Regions from separate parts of the Sus scrofa genome. Here region 1 is linked to region 2. A link is a contact called in public Hi-C data. All regions are on one chromosome and are shown on one strand. The core of a region is the stretch at or near the end of the contact, and the rest is flanking DNA. Distances in the headings are between cores, read along the strand shown.

Region 1 (5,618 bases), core at 1,460-3,959, 200 kb after region 2:
CGGGGTAGGGGTGGGGGTGCAGAGAGGAAGGCCTTGCTGAAGCAGGTAAGGGGGGGAGGAAGAGGTGGTGGGTTGGATCTTCCGGCTAGGGGGTGGGGGCGGGCCTGGGGAGAGAGGAGCAAAGCAGAGACAGAGGACAGATTCCAGAGGCTTGGTTTTATTGTACAATATTCTTTTTCCTCAATGAGATGCCATAAGCTGTGTGACACTACACACGGTCACAGGACAGGGCAGAGCCGCCAGGTGGGGGAGCTGGGTGTTGGGAAAAGCATGTCCCGCTCATGGGTCTCACCCCATGGCCTCCCTCAGGCCCCCAGCGGACCCCGAGAAGGCAGGCCTGTGGGGCAGGATGCTGTCTGAAGGCTCAGGCACTGATGGGGGAGGAGGGCAGAGCCTCCCAGAGAAACACTTGGGCCAGACTCTGTACGCCTCTGGGGCTCCACCTGGCCTGACTTCCTGCCCCCGGGTCAGAGTTCTGGAAGCTCTTAGGAACTTTTGATAGCCTGGGAAGGGGCTTGTCCTCCTTCGCCACCCTCCCAACTGCTGGTCGAGATGCTGGACTCCCATTTGTAGTTTCCTCAGGAGGGGAGGGATGATGGACCCTCTTCCCCTGCCTCTCCAGCCCCTCATCACTGCCTTCCAGGCAGAATCTCCATTTTCACTGGACCATGCCCTGGGCCCAGGCACGTGCGCTGGGGTAAGAAGACTGCCTTTTTTCTGCCACAGAAAGTGTTTCCGGGGATGCTGAGTTGTCTCCTCACCTGATGGGCCACAAGCGCTTGGCACTCCCCTCACATCGGAGCTCTTCAGGCACCATCCCTCCTGCTGAAAGAGGTGCTAAGGCCCCCCTCCTCGTCCAGGTCTCTCCCAGGCAAGGATGACAGCCCCCTGGGTCTGGTGCCCCTCCCTCCTACTACCCTTCCATCCCCCCCACTCTCCATCAGGCCCCCAACCCTGGCTTCCCTTTTCACAAACTCCAAAGAAAAGGAAGGACAAGCCCTAAATAAACCAGACAGAAAGCAGCTCTGGAACAAAGAGGACGAATAGCCAGTGGCGTGCGGAGAGGGTACGAGGTGGCGGTGGGGGAGAGGGGGATAATGGCATGCAGCACTGGGAGTCCTTAGGAGCGGTGGGGTCCCCAGTTCTCCCCAAGGTGTGTGAGGGGTTGGGGGGAGGGGGTCAGCTGACTCAGAGAAGTAGGGTCTCTGCACTGGGCCTTGTGGCTTCGTGTATCTTCCACGGGCCCCATCAGTCACAGGGAGATGAAATCCATGGCCTGCAGGAGGGGCAGCGAGAGCAGAAGCAGCAGCAGCCACGAGGTGTTCTGGATTAGCAGGCTTATGCCCCCACACTTGACCAGTTTGTCTGTGGAGAGAACGGGGTGGAGAGGCAGGGCAGGAATGAAGAGGGACCAGGACTCAGCAGGCCCAGGCCCAGAGCAAGGCCGCCCTCCCATGGCGTCTGGGCTGGAACCAGGGCCAACCTGGTGGAACAGAACCAACCATCTTTCCCATTTGCCAGTTCCGGAGCCCTTGAACAAGTATCATCACCAGAGAACTATGGCTGACGTAGCTAGTGCCATCCCGTTTTCCAGGTGGCGAGAAGGTGTAGGGATGCCAAGTGACCTGCCCGCAGTCATGGGGGAAGTGTCCGCCACCACCGTCCGCCCGTCTGCCTGTCCCCTTAGCCCTTCCCCTGTTCTCGCTGAGGGCATGATTTCCGCCGGGAACAGGCAGCAGTGCGGGGAGAGGGGAAGGGTCGGGAACCACTGTCCTCTCGGGCCCGTTCCTCCCCAGCCCACCTCTCCCAGCTCACTCAGTCTTGTCGGGGGCTTGCCTCACCTCTGAACACAGAGATATTCTTGCTGGAGATGCTGGGCGTCTGGCCAGAGAGGTGGAGTTCGCATGCGTAGATCCCCTCATCTTTGGTAGTGAAGCCTGATAAGTAGAGGACCTTGATGTCGTACTTGCTGGAGAAGTTGGTTCGAGAGCGGTAGGAGTGCTCAGGGACCCCCACAGTGCCCAAGAGCACGTGCTTCTTTTTCTCGCGGGTCAGGCTGAACTCGTACTGAATGGGCAGGTTGGTGGTATTCTCATGGCGGCAGTCTAGACGAAGGCTCTGGTCCACCAGGCAGGCTGTCAGGCTGGTCACCTTCTGTCCACGGGCCACCTGCAAGACTGACACCAGCAGTGCCCCCTCCAAGTTGGGGAGGACCTGCAGAGCAGGGGAGCTCCCCACCCATATTGACAGCAGAGAAGGGCCTGGCTAGGGAGGGCATAGGGGTCTGCTCTCTGAGTACCTCTCTCCACCCAGAGGTCCGTGAGGGCTAGTCCGCCTTCCCCAGGGCAGACGCCAGCCTATCTCCCTCGTCTCCTCCAGTCCTGGGTCCCACCAGTATGTTCCAGTGGCAGGAGACCTCGGGGAGTTGATGCAACTTCCCGGTCCCCAATGGGAGATTTCCAGCTCAATATGGGGCAGGCTCAGAGACTTGTGTTTCTAAAAACCATCCCAGGGAGTCAGATCAACTAGGCTGCTCAGCTGACTTAGGGATGAAAAGGAGCCCTCTCTCCCTTAGTCACCCCTGCCTTCTGAGGTTGTGTGGAAGAAGCTAGCTTCTCTGAGGGGAAGGAAGCCAGGGTGCTTGGAATCCCAGCCCCGCCGCCCGCCTGGTACCTGTTAGCAAGAGAGCGATGCCAATGGTAGGGTTCATGGTGCCGGGGAGCTCAGTCCTGGACCTAGGCGTGCAACAGGGTGGGAATCAGCCAAGAGGCGGGGCAGGTGTGCCCACATTTACTGCCAGGCCTGGGGGCCCCTGGGAGACATGCCATAATGGCCATGGGGGGCATCCAAGCCCCTCTCTGTAGCCCTCTCCCCTCCCACCTCTCAGTGAATGTGACAGACACTCGGCTCTTCCCAGTCAGAGAAAGCAAGAGGGATGGAGAACATACCCTTTGGTGGTGGGTATCTGTGCTGAATGCTTACTAGTTGGGTGACTTTGAGTAAGTGTCTTGAAATTACCACTTCCTCTTCCCTTCAGGAAGATAGGGACTTCCTATTTTTTAGTAAAATTCGCAGAACATAACATTTATTATTATAACCATTTTTGGCGGGGCTGTGCCTGTGGCATGCAGAATTTCCCCAGCCAGGGTCAAACCTGAGCCACAGCAGTGACAATGCCTAGTTCTTAACTCCCAGGCCACCAGGGAACTCCTCTCCTAAACCATTTTTAAGTGTACAGTTCAGAAGTGTTAAGTTCATTTACATTGTGGTGCAACCAATTTCCAGAACTCTTGACATCCTGCAAAACTAAAACGCTCTACCTGTTAAACAAAGACTTCCTATTTCGTATTCAGAAGAAAATCCCCGATGGCCAGACCTTTCTGGCAGATAACAGATGCCTGAAAGATACTGAACGAAACTGGGCTTTAGATACATAACACGGGGCCGTGATGGAGATTAAGAAAAATGACAAACATTTGGCACTGTAAGTAAGTGATCCACAAACATTAATTTCCTTTCTCTTAGATGACTGTGTGGCCAGGGATGACGTCAGGTATGTGTGGGGCCCCAGGTAGGATTGTACTTGGCCCACAGCGAAGGGTGTGAGGAAAACGGCAGTGCTGTCCTATTGCAAATGCGTGCATGTGTTCTCTGCCTTGGAACCAAGACCTTTCCAATTCTCTAGCTCTCCAGGAGGAATTCTTGGGCTTGCAGTTTTCCAGTTTGGCTTCCATAGCCTCCCTGCCTAGGTTCTCTGCCCTGTCTTATTTTTGCAGCCTAGGCTGAATCAATATTCTGGCAAGGAGACACAGAGCAGGTAGCCTAGCCTGTCCGCAGCGGAGTTCTCCAGGGAGAGGCCACAGGAGGGGGGTCGGCCGGGTGCGCAGGGCGCGCGACTCGCGGCTTCCAGGGTCCCAGGCGTTCAGCCCAGCTCCCAGAGGTGGGGAGGGAGGGGCGAGGCTGGGGTACTGCGGCGCCCGCGGACGCAGTCAACTCCTTCCCAGACCCCTGCCGAGAGGGACCCGGAGGTGCTGCTGGGGAAGAAAGGGGGACTGACATCTGGTTTTGATTAGCGGACGCTGAGTTACAGAGGAGGAGTGTGAGCTCGGGATCCAGGAGAGGAAGGGGTAGAAAGGAAGAAACGGGGCTGGGGCTGGCAGGGGATGGAGAGCCAAAGGGAGGGGTAGACAGCTGGTAGGGGAGGCGCAGTCTGTTTTCGTTTCCTGGGTCCCCGCAGCTCAGAACCCGCAGAAGCTTTGCGTTCCCTCCCTCTCAGCACGCGTTCGACTAACCCCACCCTTATTCCGTCTCCCCATTCCAATCTCCTCCATTCCCAATTGAAGTCCCCCTTCCCCCTCTCTCATCCTTTTCCAGTTCTCGCCTCCCCCGTCTGCCTGCCTTCCTCCCAGTCCCCGCCCGCGGCACTGCGGTTTCCCGTTCCTTGGATGCCCCGCACCCAGCCTGTCGCGAGGTCGGAGGGCAGAGATTCCCTCTAGTTTGGGGTCCTCGGTTCTCTCCCCCGAGTTTCGTCGCCCCCCGCCCCTGTCTTTGCAAGCGGGGCTTGGGGATGTGTGGGTGGCGAGCAGAACCCAAAACTGTCCTTGGCGCCCTTCCTCCCAGTTCTCCTCCAGCGCCCCCGCCCCAGGCAAACGTCCTCCGAGCGGGCGAAAGATGCGTTGCGGCCCCCGGCCTGCAGCCTTGGCGTCCGGCTCCCGCCCCTGCCTGGGAAGCAGACCCCTCCCCAGGCCCTGCACTGCTCCTTCCCTGAGCGCCCTCGGATGGTTTTCTGAAGCTTGGGGTCTGGAGAGCTTGCAGGGGCACCGAGGGCGCTCCGGGCCCCGCCCTGGCTCCAGTTCCCACCTGGGTTCCGGTCCCTCGCCGCCGCAGACTGCTCCGGACACGCCGCCGCCTCCAGTTGCTGCACCCTGCCCGGCACCCGCAGTTTTCACCAAGGGTGGGAGAGGAGGGGCGGGGAGGACCCGGGGGCTCGGCCAATCAGAGGCTGAGTGGGGAGCGAGAAGGGGTGGCAGAGGGAGGAGGAGGCGGTCCGATATTGGTGTGGGAGAGTGGCGGTCTGCAGTAAAGGGGGGCCCTCCCCCTGTGGCCGTTAGGCCTGGGCAGGGCAGGGAGGGTTCTGGACACTAGAGAGAAGGGCGGGGCCGCTCAGGGTGTGCCAGCCGACCCCCAGAGCCCCGCAAAATCGGTCCCCTTTTAAGGCTTTAACCCTTTCTTCTGACCCCGGCTTCAGAAGCCGGTGGGAGAGGGGTAAGGAATGGAGGATGGAGGTTAGGCAGCGCCCATGCCTCCTCCTTCCCTTTTCATCTGGAACCCATCTCCACGGGAACCTCTAGTGAGAGGTTTTGGTGTTGGAATATTACAGGCTTTCTCCAAAGAAAGATGGTGGGAGTGTTTTTCCACGTTGGAGCAGCATTTTCAGAAGCAAGGCAGGTACTGCGCCTGGTCTTCCCAGGTCCCCAGGCCTGCCTCGCCCCCTCATCCAGCCTAGAACATCCAGACCTGCAGGGGCTTTCTGCTCTGGGGCACTCCATCTCCTTCAGCTCCCGGGTACCTCCTGGCGCAGGCAGCTAGAAGGTTCTTCTCAGTTTCATGCACTCCTC
Region 2 (5,515 bases), core at 1,273-3,772:
CCGCAGAGCTGTGAACAGTCCCAGAGCAGTCCTCAGGATGGGCTGGGGACCCCACTGAATCAGCCTCCATGGTCTTAATGGATTCTTCCCACCTCTGGAAACCTGGCAGCAGGCTTCCAGCCTCTCATTTTCATTCTGTTTTTTTTTTTTTTTTTTTTTTTTCCCTTAGAATCCCACAGGCTTTTAGTTACTGAGAAGCAAAAACGTCCTTTGTGTTTTTGCTATTAAAAAAAAAAAAATAGTGGGGAGTTCCCGTTGTGGCACAGCGGAAACAAATCTGACCAGTAACCATGAGGTTGTGGGTTCGATCCCTGGCCTCGCTCAGTGAATTAAGGATCTGGCATTTCCCTGAGCTGTGGTGTAGACTGCAGATGTGGCTCAGATCCCGAGTTGCTATGGTTGTGTCATAGGCTGGCAGTTGCAGTTCTGATTTGACCTCTAGCCTGGGAACTTCCATATATCATGGGTTTGGCCCTAAAGAGCCCAAAAACAAAAAACAAAAAAAGCCCTGCCTTTGTCAACCCTTACTGCCCACCCTTTCCTTACAATTCCAACTCTTGACAAACTTTTCCCGCTAGAGGGAGGTTAGAGGTCAGCTCTGCCCTCCACCATAGCTCCAAACGGTCGAACTCCCAGGGATACAGAAATGCCCATTGTTCCACCTCTACTGCTCCCAGAATTTCCACCCTTCTTACCCAAGTTGTCTCGGAGCAACTCCTTTTCTAGCAGTGCCAGCCTGTGCATGGATTCAGCCTCCACATCTGCCCTGGCAAGATGACAGAACTTCAGCTTAACAGGAGCTCAGCCTCCTTACTCCCTTTCCATCCTCACCTCACACTTGGGACTTTCTTTTTGCCAGAGATCTGAGGACTGCTCAGTAAGAGATCTCTGGAGTTCCTGTCATGGCTCAGTGGAACTGAACCCAATTAGTATCCATGAGGACGTGGGTTACGTCTCTGGACCCACCTAGTGGGTTAAGGATCTGACTTTGCTGAGAGCTGTGGTGTAGGTTGCAGATGCAGCTCAGATCTGTGTTGCTGTGACTGTGTATAGACCAGCAGCTGTAGCTCCAATTAAACCCCTAGCATGTAAACTTCCATATGCCCCAGGTGCACCACCCCCACCCCCAAAAGGGATCTCTGATGGCAGAATCTCATGAGTTCAGTGCCCAGCACATAGTAGGTTCTCAAAAGATGTGTAATGAACATACAAGGAAGGCAGAGAGCCAGAAGCAGCTCAGGGGAGGCATGAGTGCTGATTTCCCCACATTCACAGCTTCATGGAACCGAAATGTGAGGCTATGCAGGGGAAGGTCAAGGCAGCTCTGTCTTGTCCTGCAGAGGCTGAATTCTCTCTGAGGGACCTCTGCTTGGTCTCTGAGACAGAACATGGAGAAGCAGGGGGCACCCATCTCCACACAATCTGACTCACCAGCACCTGCATTCTTTTTCTTCTTTTGTGCTCCAGCTTTTGTCCCTTTTTCTTTGGTCTTACGTGGCATCTCCTTGCTGTCCTGGGGGAAGGAAGGAACTTACATTTAGGTCTGGACATGAAGTTGCTCTCCTGACCCCCCCGACTGAACCAGGAGTCCCAGAGGCAACTCCAAATCTGTCTTTTATACTTTACAGAATCTTTTGTTCTTGGTCTCCTCGGAAATTTAGACGAAGCTAGGGCCAGTGGTAAGGATGGAGCTGTTTCCCTTTACCATTCAGGCTCTTAGTACAGAAATCATTCCGCTCAATTATCTTTCAGAGAAAATAAATCTTATTACCTGGTCCCTTCCCTCTTCTCACCATCCTTACCCTGCCTCTTCCTTCCTGCAAGATCCTCTCTTGCCTCTGTTGTGTCTCCCTGTGGTGCAACCACTCATGAGGAGAGGCAGAGGGAAGGCCCAACCAGCTAGGAGCCTGAGAAGGAGACTGGGTACTGGGAGCCAATCCAGAGTGGCAAATTTCCTTCAAGGGCGGGGCTGAGAACCAGAGGGTTGGGTTTCTGGAGGCTACATGTTGTCCAGGCAACTGGGAAACATGAGGTTCATAGGAAGGTGGAATGGGATATATACAAAGCTTAAAATACCAAGGTCTCAAAGGGTCAATTCTCTTCTTTCCCCCAAATCCTAAGTGTAGTTTGAAGAGAAAGGGCTTTGGAGCTGACTAGCTATAATTCACTTCCATGTAGCACTGCCTGCAATTTGAAGACTCACAAATTACAGATTTACACGTCTGAAATGGCACTTCCCTGCCGATTCAGAGGAAAAGGACTGATGGTAGCCATTTTGGTCAACTTACACCCCAGGTGTAATCAACTAAATGATATTTTTAGGCTTAAAACTGAAGATCCCCTTCAGCAAGTCATTCTGTGGTATATGAGGGAAAAACAAGCAGGAGAAGGTGGTCCAGAGAGTTTCCCATTTCAGAGAAATGAGACGCAGAGAAGAGGCAAATTCAGGACCTCAGGATGCTGACACAGAGATGCTGGTGGAGAAGGAAGGGCACTGATTAGAGGCAATTGCTGTGAGTTCTTATCCCTTCTCCGGATACGTAAACTTGGGCAAGTCTTTTGATCTTGCTTGGCTTCAGTTTCCTAGTCTTTAAATCCTTGATTTGGGGAGTTCCCGTCGTGGGTCAGTGGTGATGAACCTGGCTAGGATCCATGAGGATGCTGGTTCAATCCCTGACCCCGCTCAGTGAGTTAAGGATCCGGCATTGCCGTGAGCTGTGGTATAGGTCACAGACACGGCTCAGATCCAGCGTTGGTGTGGCTGTGGTGTAGGCCAGCATCTGCAGGTCTGCTTTAACCCCTAGCCTGGGAACTTCCATATGCCAGGCGTGCGGCCCTAAAAAGCCAAAACATAAACCAAAACCCCAATAAAAATTTTTTTGATTTTATAAATCTTGAAAGGCTTGGGTTTTCACCAGGTATTTATAGGGCTATCTTTTTTCACGGTGACTTAATATACAGACTCTCTTCCCCTATTCCCTCATGTGGTTGATTTTCACACAGGTGCCGAGAAAATAGCTTGCTTGGCTCTGCGGTATTAAGTTGATTGGGGCTCCCTCTAGTGGACTTATTTGACCTTCTCCGGAGTCTCCTACATTTTTCTATTTAAATCAGTTAGTAAGCAATGTGGGGGTGCCTCCCCCACTTAGGGATAGTTCCTAGCCTCTTCCGGGAGTCATGAGTAGTTGGAAAAATCAGTCTGGGGAAGGGAGAATGGTGGGGGCTTTGCCCTTGTCAGGCAGCCCTCCCTTCACCCCACCCTCCTCCAGCCCTTGCTGCTGGGAGCTTTGTCATCCATCTGCCCCCTGGATCTCTGTTTACCACACTGGCTAGAATGAAAACAACAGAAATTTTAGGCCTTTCCCCCTTGTGGATTAAGGGAACTATAGACTCTTCTTCCTTCTTTCTTCTGTTTTTTCTTTTTAAGGGCCGCACTCTCGGCTTATGGAGGTTCCCAGGCTAGGGGTCGAATCAGAGCCATAGCAGCAGCCTATTCCGTAGCCACAGCAATACGAGATCCAAGTCGCATCTGCAACCTACACCACAGCTGGCTGCAATGCTGGATCCTTGACCTACTTAGTGATGCCAAGGATTGAACCCACAGCCTCATGGATACTAGTTGAGTTTCAAAGCCCCAAGCCATATTGGGAATACCCAGACTCTTTCTTTAGATATTTCTCCCTATTTCTGTCCCCCTCAACATTTTTGGCCAAATGCCTGTTGTCAGGAACCGATCTGAAGAAATAGCCATGAGGTTTGGGGGAAAGAAAAGTCCTTCTAGGGATCAGGTAGATTTAGGCAGAAGCTGATGCATGTTTATTTGTCTCCTCATGGCTGCAGGGTACTTCTCAGACTCTGTGGAGATTTTACAGAGTAAAGGAAAGAACTGGTCTTGTTCTTCTAGATGTGAATAGTTCCTGTACTTATTTGCAGATAACCTGCACATTTCCTAAATCTGGAAACAAGTTTTCTTCTAATTTCAAAGCATGTTTTCCATTTATCCCCACCCCCACCCCCAAGATCCCTCTCTCCCTGCCTAGGAATGCAGTAGAGATTGCTGTCCTGGTCCTTCTCATACGGAAGCCTATTTGGGGAATTTTCCAAGGGATAATTAGTGTCTCGGTATGCTGATGCACAGTGATATATTGAGGATAGAGATTACAGAATACAAACAACATCTCATGCCGCAGAAGAGCATTTACTTTTCAAATATGTTCAGTCAACCGACTTTCAGGTGCAGAATGAGGATGTGGTTTGGGGTGAAGATGAAATGGAATAAGAAGAGTGCTACATGTCACATGATGTGATACAAACTGAGCCAGCTCTAGAATAATCCAGGAATGAGAATGGCACTGTGAGCAACAATTCAATCTCTAGGACATTTTGAAAACAAGCCAAGTGAAAATTGTGAGAAAAAAGTCAATCTTTCCTTTTTTTCACCTATAAACCTCAGTTTAGAGGTAAAAATAGGAAAGATCATTTCAGCAGAACCCTGTCTTCCTTTGAAGAGGATCCTATCCAGGAGTTTTAAGGAGATACACAGGAGAGATTCTACTGCATTCCAATGTGAGAGATAAGTCATTGCATATGACTTATGGATAAGTCCATTGTGTATGGAAAGAAATATGGCTTACTGCAGCAGAAGCAAAGGACAAATTATATATTACATATTATTATAACTCTATTCTATACAAACCATACTGAACATAATATAAATGGTAAGACTTAAACTAAGCCAGAGATGTGGATGTGACCTGCAAGCTCATACACAGCTCCAAAGATTAATTTCTTGCCTATACTCCATTAAATCTAGGATTTGACTATGAGGGGAAAAAGTACCCTTGTGTATCTGCACTGTGCCAGCTACTGTGGAAGACCAGAGCCAATAAGATAGTATAGCATGGGAGTTCCCATTGTGGTGCAGGGGAAACAAATCCGACTAGCAACCATGAGGTTGCAAGTTTGATCCCTGGCCTCTCTTAGAGGGTTAAGGATCCAGTGTTGACGTGAACTGTGGTGTAGGTGGCAGCTGCAGCTTGGATCCTGTGTTGCTGTGGCTGTGGTGTAGGCCAGTAGCTGTAGCTCCCATTAGACCCCTGGTGTGGGAACCTCCATATGTCAGGGGTGCAGCCCTGAAAAGCAAAAAAAAAAAAAAAAAAAAAAAAAAAAAAGGATAGTATAGCATAAATTAATGTGGTAGGTGAGAAATAAATGGTTCTGGAAAGTTTGAGGGAAGGATTATTTCTATCTAGAGTGTCTGGTAAGGAGGACAATATTTGAGTTGACTATGAAGAATGGCTTGAGGAGTTCCGTCGTGGCACAGTGGGAACAAATCCAACTAGGAACCATGAGGTTGCAGGGTTGATCCCTGGCCTCACTCAGTGGGTTAAGGATCATGCCAAGAGCTGTTGTGTAGGTGGCAGGCGAGGCTGGGATCTGATGTTGCTGTGGCTGTGGTGTAGGCCAGCAGCTGTAGTTCTGATTGGACCCCTAGCCTGGGAACCTCCATTTGCCA

What was found. A called contact is a pair of places that touch in the nucleus more often than the background predicts.
Region 1: a Hi-C map of embryonic fibroblasts shows a contact between it and region 2, with 2.0 times the contacts expected there. The contact joins the promoter of THY1 here to the promoter of CCDC153 in region 2. A contact is called at or near these places in 1 of 5 promoter capture datasets (fetal skeletal muscle) and 1 of 47 Hi-C or Micro-C datasets (embryonic fibroblasts).

What each region holds. Positions count from the first base shown.
Region 1 is chr9:46,607,350-46,612,967 of Sscrofa11.1, forward strand. It overlaps THY1 (Thy-1 cell surface antigen), which reads right to left and starts at 2,710. Exons shown (of 3, transcript NM_001146129.1): 1 at 2,674-2,710; 2 at 1,842-2,177; 3 at 1,253-1,365. The coding sequence starts at 2,710. The coding sequence ends at 1,253.
Region 2 is chr9:46,409,914-46,415,428 of Sscrofa11.1, forward strand. It overlaps CCDC153 (coiled-coil domain-containing protein 153), which reads right to left and starts at 2,523. Exons shown (of 7, transcript XM_021062967.1): 1 at 1,794-2,523; 2 at 1,432-1,513; 3 at 696-761; 4 at 1-8. The coding sequence starts at 1,796.